Regions from separate parts of the Sus scrofa genome. Here region 2 is linked to region 1. The links are chromatin contacts, called in public HiChIP or PLAC-seq maps. All regions are on one chromosome and are shown on one strand. The core of a region is the stretch at or near the end of the contact, and the rest is flanking DNA. Distances in the headings are between cores, read along the strand shown.

What was found. HiChIP or PLAC-seq counts read pairs in DNA pulled down with a chosen protein or histone mark.
Region 2: an H3K27ac HiChIP or PLAC-seq map of skeletal muscle shows a contact between it and region 1, with 4 times the contacts expected there. The contact joins the enhancer-like site here to the promoter of NID2 in region 1. A contact is called at or near these places in 9 of 47 Hi-C or Micro-C datasets (embryonic fibroblasts, epiblast stem cells, heart right ventricle and 4 more) and 1 of 2 datasets of contacts at active chromatin or transcription factors (skeletal muscle).

Annotation. Positions count from the first base shown.
Region 1 is chr1:181,770,521-181,776,026 of Sscrofa11.1, forward strand. It overlaps NID2 (nidogen-2), which reads right to left and starts at 2,564. Exons shown (of 20, transcript XM_021101930.1): 1 at 1,912-2,564; 2 at 971-1,279. The coding sequence starts at 2,133.
Region 2 is chr1:181,833,548-181,839,053 of Sscrofa11.1, forward strand. No RefSeq gene overlaps it. Among named protein-coding and RNA genes, the nearest start is that of NID2, 63 kb to the left of the region's middle. Within about 2 kb of position 2,019, at least 10 of the 83 cell types and tissues checked have an H3K27ac peak or open chromatin away from gene starts, as enhancers often do.

The sequences.
Region 1 (5,506 bases), core at 1,314-3,813:
GCAGTCACCTTTTGCCAAGCCACCCTGGCCCAGCCTGATGTCCATTTAGAGTACCTCAAATGTTGCTGCCAAGCCTAAAGACTGGTATAGTCTCAGATAGTGACTATGCAAGGAATCAAGGACAGTTTCCTGCAAAGTAGGAAGCATGTTAACCCATACCTGTAGGGCAATTTGGTAAAAGCTATCAAAACACCGTAAAAAAATGCATCTCTCTGGCCCACCAATTCCACTTCCTGGAATGTCAACTAGTGACATGGTAAAAAGATTTAGCTTTAAAAAAGTCCTTCCCAAACTTATAATAATGAAAAATTGGAAATAACCTTGCTGACCACTGGATGGAGTTTGCATATGCTAAAAACGTTGTAGGAATATATTTACATTTATTGATGTTATAGATATATTTATAAACATATTCACAATTTACTATTGAGTGAAAAAAAGTTACAAGACAGTATGTGCAGTGTGAACCCATCATTAACAGACAGTGATAAATACAGATGTGGACAGAAAAAAGCTCTGGCAGATGTGCATGAGACTTTAACAATGGTTATCTTTGAGTGGTAGGAAAATAAGTGGTTGTTCTTTTTTAAATTGCCTGTATTTTCTGATTTTTTTTCCTTCAACGAACATATAATTAGAAATAGTTCTGGTATTCTGAGGTGATTCAAAAAATAAACAATCTAACAGTAAACCCCCTTGTGTTCTAAGGGCCTTCTGCATGTGCATTGAGGCACTCATACCCCCTAAGCAGTTCTCGCAAGAGTGACCACCACTCAGAACCTCAGAAAAAGCCTGGAGAAAAGAGTCTTCTTCGCCTCCAAGCTACTTAGCCCTGGTGCCACCAAAGCATACATCAGGTTCAGCTGGCGAGCAGACTCAGGAGAAACTTCAAGCCAGTCCCTGGGTTCCAGTACAAAATTCAAACCCATCCATCAGCTTGCTCGGAGCTCAAGCATCTCTGGTCACTTACCTCTCCCGAGGGCGGGGCCCCGCGCTTGGGCTCCTCATAGGCGCCCACCCGCTCCCAGGTGGCCAGAAAGGCGTGGGTGGGGACGAAGTGCGCTGCCGAACGCGGGAAGCCAGTGCGCACATAGCGAGCAGCCAGGCTCAGAACATCTGGAGAGGTGTCCTCGCGGTACAGCACCCGGCCCCTGCCGTGACTTGTGTCGATGTCGGCCAGGAAGGGGGCGATGGCCGGGAAGTCTGTGGGGAAATCGTCGTCCACATACTGGGTCTCCCTAGGGAAGTCCTGGGTGGAGATGATGCCGTTGGTGCCCACCTAGGGGATGATGAGGGGGACAAAAAGGTGACGGTCGCGTATGTTGTAGGAAGCCCAAGGGCGGCCACCACAGGTCGGTACACCCGGCCTCCGCAAGGAGGGAAGGGAACCGCCCCGGGCATGAAGCGCCCTCTTCCCCATCGGCTGGAAACTCTTCTCCTGGTTCAGAGCGACCAGCGCAACTTCAGCCATCGTCCCACCCACCACCCCTACCCCATAAGCGCATGGCAATAGGTCCAGGAGCCCTAAAACCGGATCACCTATCTTCTCTCTTCCCGCACAACCCTGGAAAAAAAGCTCCAGGTCCGAGGAGGGAACACCCAGCTCGGCAGATGTTCACAGCTTTCTCGCTGCCCTAATTGGAAACCCTACTGGCCTCTTTAGCAGCTCCACCTGGGACGCTAATGCCGCTGCGAACAATTCTTCCTCTCTTGAAGCAAGAAACAGCGGATCCTGAAAAGCATCGATGCAAAGCCAGGTCCCACCCTAAGGACGCTCCAAGACCGACGGCCTTGCGGACTATTTCCTCCCTTCAGAAGGCAGGGGTTCGGTGAGATCCACGCTACACTGACCCCTGAGCAGAAGCTGCAAGAAATATGCCGCGTCCCTTACCAGGATGAAGCTCAACTTACATAGAGGTCGCTAAATTGGGCATCGTAGAAGCGCAGGGGAAGAGCCAGCTTCACCGCGGCTGAGCTTTCGTCGTCGCCTTCCTGCAGGAGTTGGTCCCCCAGCGACTGCCCGTAAGGGAATAGCTCGTCCGGCTGCAGCGCCACGGCTCGGGACAGCAGCAGTAGCAGCAGCAGCGGCGGCGCCCGCAGAGCTGGCCGCCTGGCCCCCCGGTACCCCCGCATGCTCGTTCGGCCCTGGGCTGCCCGGCGGCACAGCACTTCCCAGCCTGGCCTGCCAGCCCACTAGCCGAGCCGCGCCGGCCTCCAACCTGGATCACCGCGGGCGCCAGGGCGAGGCGGGACTTTAAGCCCGCCCTAGCCTGATTGGCCTCGTCCCTGAGCCTGGGACCAATTGCCGGCTCTGAGAAAGTTCGACAGCAGCCGCCACATCTGGTTCTCGTTAAAAGTTTTCTAAGGCAGCGGTCAACCGAGTGGCTGGACTGCAGAGGTGAAAGCCCCTGGCCCGTGCTTGGAACTACGCCTTCTCCTCCGCTTCCGCTCCCCAAAAGCTCAAGGGGTCACCTTCACCCCACCAGTGGAAGCCGGCCAGGGGTCCCGCCGAGACCCTCCCCCGGACCAAGTGGCCCGCACTGTCCGAAGGCAGCAGCGCTGCAGATGACCTCAGTGTGAAGGGGCACCCCGCGGCAGTGTGTACAGCTGCTAGCTGGCACGATGTGTCCCGCGCAGGCGAACAGGGCGAAGCTGGCGAGGTTTACGGTTTGAGCCCTGCCCTGGGGTCCCTGGCCGAGAAGCAAAAGTCAATGTCGCAGCCTCAGCTTCCTCGCCCGCTCCACTCAGAGACGCGATGCGGAGAAGCACGTTTGTATGGAGCCGGGAGTGGGGAGTCGGGGAGTGGGGTGGGTGGGGGGAGCGTAGCTGACTCCGAAATTCTATACCCCTCCCGAAGGCCGCCTCCAAGGAGGACTGGGCCACTGGGCCAAAATGCCTGCCAGTCCCAGTCAAGAGAGTTATTTACCTTCCCCGGGGAAAACCGCGCCCGGAGAAGCAATGAAACACGACTATGTGATGGGCTGTTTGGGGCGTGGAATGAGGCATCCGGTTTGGACACCAAGCAGAAATGGGCCACGGCGCCACGGTGGAGGGACTCTGGGTCTCTAGCCCCACTGTCTGTGGACATCTGAGCGGCCCGTGACCGCAGCCGCAGAGGTGGTAATCCGAGCTCTCTGCGGGACTGGAAACCACACAACCTCCAAACCAGATGCCACGGTGTGGGGGAACCCCATGCACCATAAACATCCTCACTGCCAAGAGCCAGAAGCCGGACTAGATTTTATTACCAATTTTATTATCAAGAGATTGAAATTTCCCAGATAGTCTGTTTTCTCACTCAGGCCCCACATAGGGTCCTAGGAAGCAAAGGTATTTAAAAGAAGGGAAAGGCAAACCCTTGGAAATGCCTTAAGGGACTCTCAAAAGACAGATTTTTTTTGTGGGTGTTTATTCTAGTTATATAAACCCTTACCAGCCCACAGGGCCAACCTCTAAAATCTTGTAAAGATCAGACTGTGAGATTCATGAAATCAACAAAAAAAGGAAAACTGGCCCAAAGCAGTTTGCTTCCTCGGACTGTGGAGACCTGCACATTTGGTGTTCCAAAAATGTATTTGTTTTTGCATATATGTTCTCATTTAGAGATATTTTCATTGTAATGAGGAGGAAATGGAAGCTCAAAATCATTAAGTGGCTTGATTTGCCCAAGATCACCTAGAGTTACTCCTTGCTATGAAATCATTCACCCACTTTCTGTAGCTTTTGTAAACCTCTCAACTGAGAATAATAATTGCTAACATGTATGTAGTGGTAATGAGCCATAGGTTAGTGGGTCAGGCAGACCCTTAGATCCCCTCCTGTGGGATCATCCATTTCCTCTTGTTCATTCCCTTGTAATCCCCCACCCTGGAGTGTAGGCTGGCCTAGTGACTTCCAAACCATAGAATGTGGCAATAACAGTGAGAAATATTTCAATGATTAGGCTAAATCGTCTTGCTAGCAGACTCTCTCACTGGGTTTGATGAAGAAAGCCATTATATTGGGAAGGTCCAAGTGGCAAGGAGCTGAGGGCAGCCTTTGGCCAATATCCAGCAAGGCACTGAATTCTGCCAACAATCATGTATGTGAGCTTGGAAGTGGATCCTTCCCCAGACATGTCATGAGACGACATCTTAGCTCTGGCTGACACTTTGATGGCAGCCTTGTGGGAGACCTGAAGCAGAGGAGCCCCACTAAGCAGGGCTCAGATTCTGGACCCATGGATACTGTGAGAATTTAATAAAGCTGTGTTGTTTTAAGCTGTTATGGTTTAGAATTTTTTTTTTTCCCTAGGGCTGCACACACTGCATATGGAGATTCCCAGGCTAGGGGTCTAATTGGAGTTGCAGCTGCCACCACAGCCACAGCCACAGCAATGTGGGATCTGAGCTGCTTCTGGGGCCTACACCACAGTTCATGGCAATGCCAGATCCTTAACCCACTGAGTGGGGCCAGGGATCAAACCTGCATCCTTAGATACCAGTGGAGATCTTAACCTGCTGAGCCACAATGGCAACTCTCTAGGATAATTTTTTATGCAGCAGTAGGTAAGTGATACAGTTAGACACTGGGCTAAAGAAATTAAACCTGTGTATACTACTCAGCCATAAAAAGAATGAAATAATGCCTTCATAGCAACATGGATGGACCTAGAGATTATCATACTAAGTGAAATATATGTCTTTGTCCTACAAAGACAAATATCATATGATATTGCTTATATTTGGAATCTAAAATATGACAAAAATGAACTTACCTATGATAGAGAAAGACTCAAAGACACCAAGTTGCTAAGAGGGGTGAGGGGGATGGATTTATTATTTGTGATTAGCAGATGCAAACTATTACATACAGGATGGAGAAACAACAAGGTCCTACTGTGTAGCATAGGGAAGTATATTCAATATCCAGTGATAAACCATAATAGAGAAGAATGCAAAAAATAATATGAGTGTGTGTAACTGAGTCACTTTGCTGTGTCACAGAAATTAACATAACACTATAAATCAACACTTCAATAAAATAAAATACTTTAAAAAAGAAATTAAGACTTGGGTAAGAAGAAGTTTACTGCTACATGGCTAGGAAGTACAAGAGCTGTGATTTGAATTCAGTTCTGTTTGAGTTGTAAACCTCTACTTAGATAGAGTTCCTGTATGGCTCAATAGAATAAGGATCCAGCATTGTCACTGCAGCAGCCCAGGTTGCTGCTATGGCGTGAGTTCATATCCCTGCCCCAGGAACTTCCACAAAAAACACAAGGCCCTCTGCAAGATAGCTCAAGCGTCCTTTTCTAATTTCAGTTCTGGCAACTGCTATCCTTTTAGCTGAGACTTTAATTCTCAAATGCAACCTCCTATTTTATAGTTTGGAACATCCTCACATGCTAGCAGTCCTTCCGCCTATAATGCTTTTCAGAATCAATCTCATCTAGCCAAAACTGACTCATTCTTCAAGACTTGAATCAAAACCCTTCTCTTCAGGAAGTATTCCTGGAAGCCGGCCT
Region 2 (5,506 bases), core at 769-3,268, 62 kb after region 1:
TTCAAATGGCTCCATCTTTGGCCAATGGGAGCCTCGTAAGGATGGCTTTTTTGTCCTTTTGATGTGGCTGCTTCGAAAGATGGATTGTTTCTTCTTTGACATAAAATAATACCCCAGACTCACCTTTTAACTCCTGCTCTAGAAGTGGAATTTTCTTAAAAAGTTCTGATTCCTCTTAGTGGGGAATGGCATTTAGAGACCATAATCTGAATGCTTGTGGTGCTTTTCTACTACTAAATTTATTGCCTCTAGGCCTTTCAAGAGACAGAGCAATGAAATATGTACTTTTACATTATTATAAGAGAAAAAAAAATGAATTCATACTGATATCCCCTATTCAAATATGAGATTATGGGATTTTTACTTAATTCCTTTGATTTTATACTCATTTTAGTAATCTTACTGTTATCAGTAATACTGATGTTTTAGTATCTTTTATTTTTGATTCAACAGCCAAGGTTCACTAGACTTTTAAGAAAATTTGAACTTCGAAAATAGAAACAATAAAGGGAAGAAAAAATAAATCAGTGCAGGGGAAAAAAACCCTATAATTAGTATCCTCAGAGACACAAGAGATGATGTTGCCTCCATGGAATCATTACAAAGAAATCTTAACCTACAGTAAATGTGTTGTAAACTAAAAGTAATAAGTAATTACCTTTGGTTAACATAGAAACAAAATTGTTTGGCAAGGGGAAAACAAGATACAAATACAAAACAAGTTAAGGAAAACTCTTGTATTCCTAAGTTTAAATTGGAACTATCAATAAGAACTTATTTTTTTCTCATCTTAAATGTATATATTTTGCATTGTTTACTCTGAAAAACCTGTAAAACAATGACAATTTAGTAACAAAGAACATCCCTCATGCCCAAATGGTGGTCTCTAAATAATATTTCCCAATAAAAAGGAATCAGGAATCCTTAGAAAAATGCCACAAGAATGCAATAGTCAAACGTAGACTATGAAAAATTCTATGAAACATTTGATCAAATTTCTCCTCCAAATAGATGGCATTAAAAAAAAAGAGAGAGAGGAACTAATGTGTGCTATGTGTGGGTCTTGTCTGAATCTTATAGTATAAGAAATATATGACTTTTTCCCTGGTTATATGATATCAAAATTTACTAATTTATTTATTTATTGTTGTCTTTTTGCCACTTCCTGTGCTGCTCCTACAGCATATGGAGGTTCCCAGGCTTGGGGTTGAATCAGAGCTGTAGCCACCGGCCTACACCAGAGCCACAGCAATGCAGATCTGAGCCATGTCTGCAACCTACACCACAGCTCACGGCAACGCCGGATCCTTAACCCACTGAGCAAGGCCAGGGATTGAACCTGCAACCTCATGGTTCCTTGTCGGATTTGTTAACCACTGAGCCACGACGGGAACTCCAAAAAGTTACTGATTTTAATACAAATGATATTAGTGTTGTTATGTTAAAAAAGAGAGAGAAAGAGAGCCTTTACCTGCTAGTAATATATTCTGAAGTTTTTACAGTTGAAATGATATGACATTTGGAATTTGATTTAATACACTGAGGGGGAAAAAGTGGAGGAGACATAAGTGAAAGAAATTTGCAAAATACTGATAAATATTGAAGCTAGATGGCACAGGTTCAATACACTTTCCTCTCTATTTTTTGTAAGTTTGAAAATAACTTTTTTTTTTTTAGTTTTTTTTAAAAAGACTTTATTTAGAAATGCTAAAGAAGACCCAAATAAATGGAGAGCTATGAGGATGCTTTAAAAAGTAATTAACTAATTAAGTTAATAAAAAGAGCACAAGAAGGCAAGTGAGAATCTAGCCCAGATCCCACGCCTGGATGTCCAGCAAGCAGCAGGATGTGCCTGAAATTCCCTCAAAGCTTCAGTTCAGAGCCTGGCCTTGGCTCCAGATGTCCCTTGACCCTTGGGCCTCCTTTGCCTAGGACAGCAGTTCCCATTCCCAGCCTGCTGGTCGGAGGCCCTTTGTGCATGTGCAGCCCCATAATTCACAGATTCCTATTGGACACTGGTGAATAGTTGGTTACATTCTCCACATTTTTATGCAGATGACATTGCAAGTGGTGGAGACTAGGGACTGGGACAGCTGATTAGGAAATCACCAAGGGCAGCTCTGGGGAAAAAAAAAATCTCCCTCAGGGACACCACAGGAAGCCTGCATCAACTCATATCCCTTTTGGCTGGTTCCTTGGCCATGGTTGCAAGCCCCAGTCATGCTGCAGTCTCCTTTTCTCCAGCTTCCGTCTCCCCCACCAGCTGTTGTTTCCTCTCACTCCCTCTGCTCCCACCCCAGGTACAGAAGGACTTCATTCCATTGAGAGAACTCCTGGTGTTTCCTGGAAGCCGGTGATGATTCATTTTTATTCCCTTGAATCTTCTCCATGGCCAGAGCATTGTTTTCCATATCCTTCCCACCCTTCAGGAAAGAACAAAAGGCAATGGTGGGTCTTTGGGCCGGAGTCTATGTTAGACCATTGCATCCCACATGTGTCTTGAGCTGAGGGTTCCTCCAGCCCCTTAGGTTTCACAAGGCATTTTGAGATAAACTCTAACAGAAGGATACATTCGCTTGCCGGTTGAAGTGATGTATTCTATGATTCATCTGTTCCCTAAGATTTCCAGTTATAGTCATGCAATCTGGCCTCTACCCCTAAAGCAAACTCTCATGTTTATAAGAAGTAACCTAAATAACCCACACATTTTCAGAGCTAAAATCATGCTTCCGTCCCATGCGTTTGTAAACGCGGCAAGGTAAGATTTTCTCTGCTGTGAATCAACCATGCTTGAAAAGTTGGTACAGTAGAAACTGGTTATAAGACAAGTTTGAATAAGTTCTAACTCAAGAATATTACGTTCTCACTCCTACCTCCAAATTTTGACCAGATCAATGGGACTTTCAATTGGATTTTATTTCACGTTGTGGTCCCAGATGGAACTCTGCCCATTTTAGAAAGATGAAGTTTGGGAAACAAACTAATTCTGGCCATTCAGCATTAGATTTGCATCAGAGGGCAAATGCAGTTCTCAGAATCAAAGAATGTGAGGAGTGGACAGATGTCAGCCAGGATCTACCCTCTCCTTTTATATGTGAGAAAACTAAAGTCCAAAGGGGGTCACATTTTGCCTAAGGTCACAGAGGTCGTAAGTGAAAACGGGTTCAAGACCAGGTTTACCACAGAAGACCCCGAAAGCACTCTCTCACTCATGCCAGCTTCTGAAGTGTCCTCCTGACTGGCCTCCACCTCCTCCCTTGTCTCTTCTCCTCCCTTCCCCCCCGGTCCTCCATGCCGCTTCCGGCCAGTCACCTCCTCCACAGTTCTCCTCTGATTATGTCTCTCCTGGCTCAGACTTGATCAGTCAGGCTCAGCTGTTTCCAGTGACTTTTTCATCATGTCACGTTGCTTTCACCTGCCCTTCCCAGACCGCATGGAAGAGTAACTCTTCCCCAAGAAAGCTCTTGTATCTTTTCTAATGCAGTTTTCTCTGCCAGCAGATTCTTCCTTTTTATCAGGCAAAATCCTCCTCCCTATCAAAGGATCAGTTCAGATGCTACTTCCTCCGCAGTTCTTTCATTAACTCTCCTAAATGAAACCTATTTCTTCCCCTTGTCTTCCTGCACTGTACACGGTGACCTCGATTTTCATCTTCCGACTCGTGTAATTCTGTAGTGAGTGATGAACATTCTACTCCTTCCCACTGGTTTACAAATTCCTTTAAGTCAAAGGCGGGACGGATCTTATTTACAGCCCCAGCAGAGTTCTTTCCTCAGAGTAAACATTAAAAAAAAATTATTCAAATGAATATAACAAAACAGAAACAAACTCACAGATATAGAGGACAAACTACTGGCTAGCAAGGGGAAAGGAAAGGGGAAATGGGGCAAGATACCAGTAGGGGATTAAAAGGCACAAGTGACTATGTATAAAATAAATAAGCTACAAGGATATATTGTATAGCACAGGAAATATAGCCAATATTTTATAATAACTTTAAATGGAGCATAATCTAGAAAAACATTGAATCACTATGTTGTACACCTGAAACCAAAATTGTAAGTCAACTATACTATTTTTTCTTTTTCTTTTTAGGGCCACACCTACGGCATATCGATGTTCCCAGGCTAGGAATCGAATCAGAGCTATAGCTGCAGGCCTACATCACAGCCACAGCAATGCCAGACACCTGCAGTGTAAGTGTCTGCTACCTACACAGCAGCTCATGGCAACACAGGACCCTTAACCCACTGAGGGGGCCAGGGATTGAACCCTCGTCCTCATGGATACCAGTGGGTTCATTTCTGCTGAGCCACAATGGGACCTCCCACAGCTATAATTTTATAAACAATTTAAAATTTTTTTTTCATTAAATTGGGTTGAAATTCATTATCTTTAGAAATCCAACAGCATTCAGACCTGCAATTCTAAAGAGCTGAATTTAAATATTCTATATGTTTCTATTCTTGATATTCTTAGGTATACTGAAGGATGTTTCTATCTTCTACAATGTGTCTTCAGTAAAAATAGGATTATTTTTCCTTTGCTATTTACATAGCTTATGCTCAGCAAAAAGTTCAACTAAATATATATTTGTTGAATGCTTATAACAATTGCCAATCATCCCTGTCTGCGTCAAAGAAAGTTACAATAGCCGAATAGCTTAAGGAACTACTTTGATTAGGAATCAGAAGACCTTGGGTCTACTTCAGACTATCCCAAATATCTATCAGTGTGACCTTGGACAATAATAATCTTCCCCATGGGTAAAAAGGGCTATTTATAAAAGGTGGGTTCCTTCATGGACATGGATGCTACCTATCTAGCAACAAGGTTATTGACCAATTCTGCAAACATATTCTGAGTTAAAGCACTGGTCCTCAAACTGTAGTCCCCCGGAATGTAGCATCTACTGGGAACTTGATAGAGACACCTGTTCTTGGACACCTCCCTGAATGGGCTAGGTCAGAACACACTCAGGGTTCTGGTGCTTCCTTATTTCCAAGTGGAAGGTACTTCTGGTCCTGCAGGAGGCTGCGGTGGGGTACTTCCTCCTCATCCTACCAGCTCATTATCCAGGCAGTCTAGAATGATCTCACACATCACATTTAAACAATTCTGCCGGGACAATTACATCCACCCTACTCTCTTCACAGAGGTAAGGCTCTGTCTGAGGTTCAGTGGACATAGTGATTGTGAAAATACTTTGCAAACTGAGGGGGGGCTACACAAATGTAAATATTATTAAAGTTTCCAAGTCTCTGGGGGAGTTGTGTAAAGGAAGAAGACAGAAAAAAAATGGAAGAGACACGGATGACATTATATAAACTACTCGGCTTCTGAAGAAATCATCATTTTGATTGTATACATATCCTTCCTCCCTTGATTTTATCCTGCTTGTCTGTTTATACTTGAAATAAAGACATGCCAAATGAGTAGAGCAAAGACATAGCAATTTAAAAGGAAGCCCAGTACCCCATGACCAGTATCAGATGTCACTGCTTCT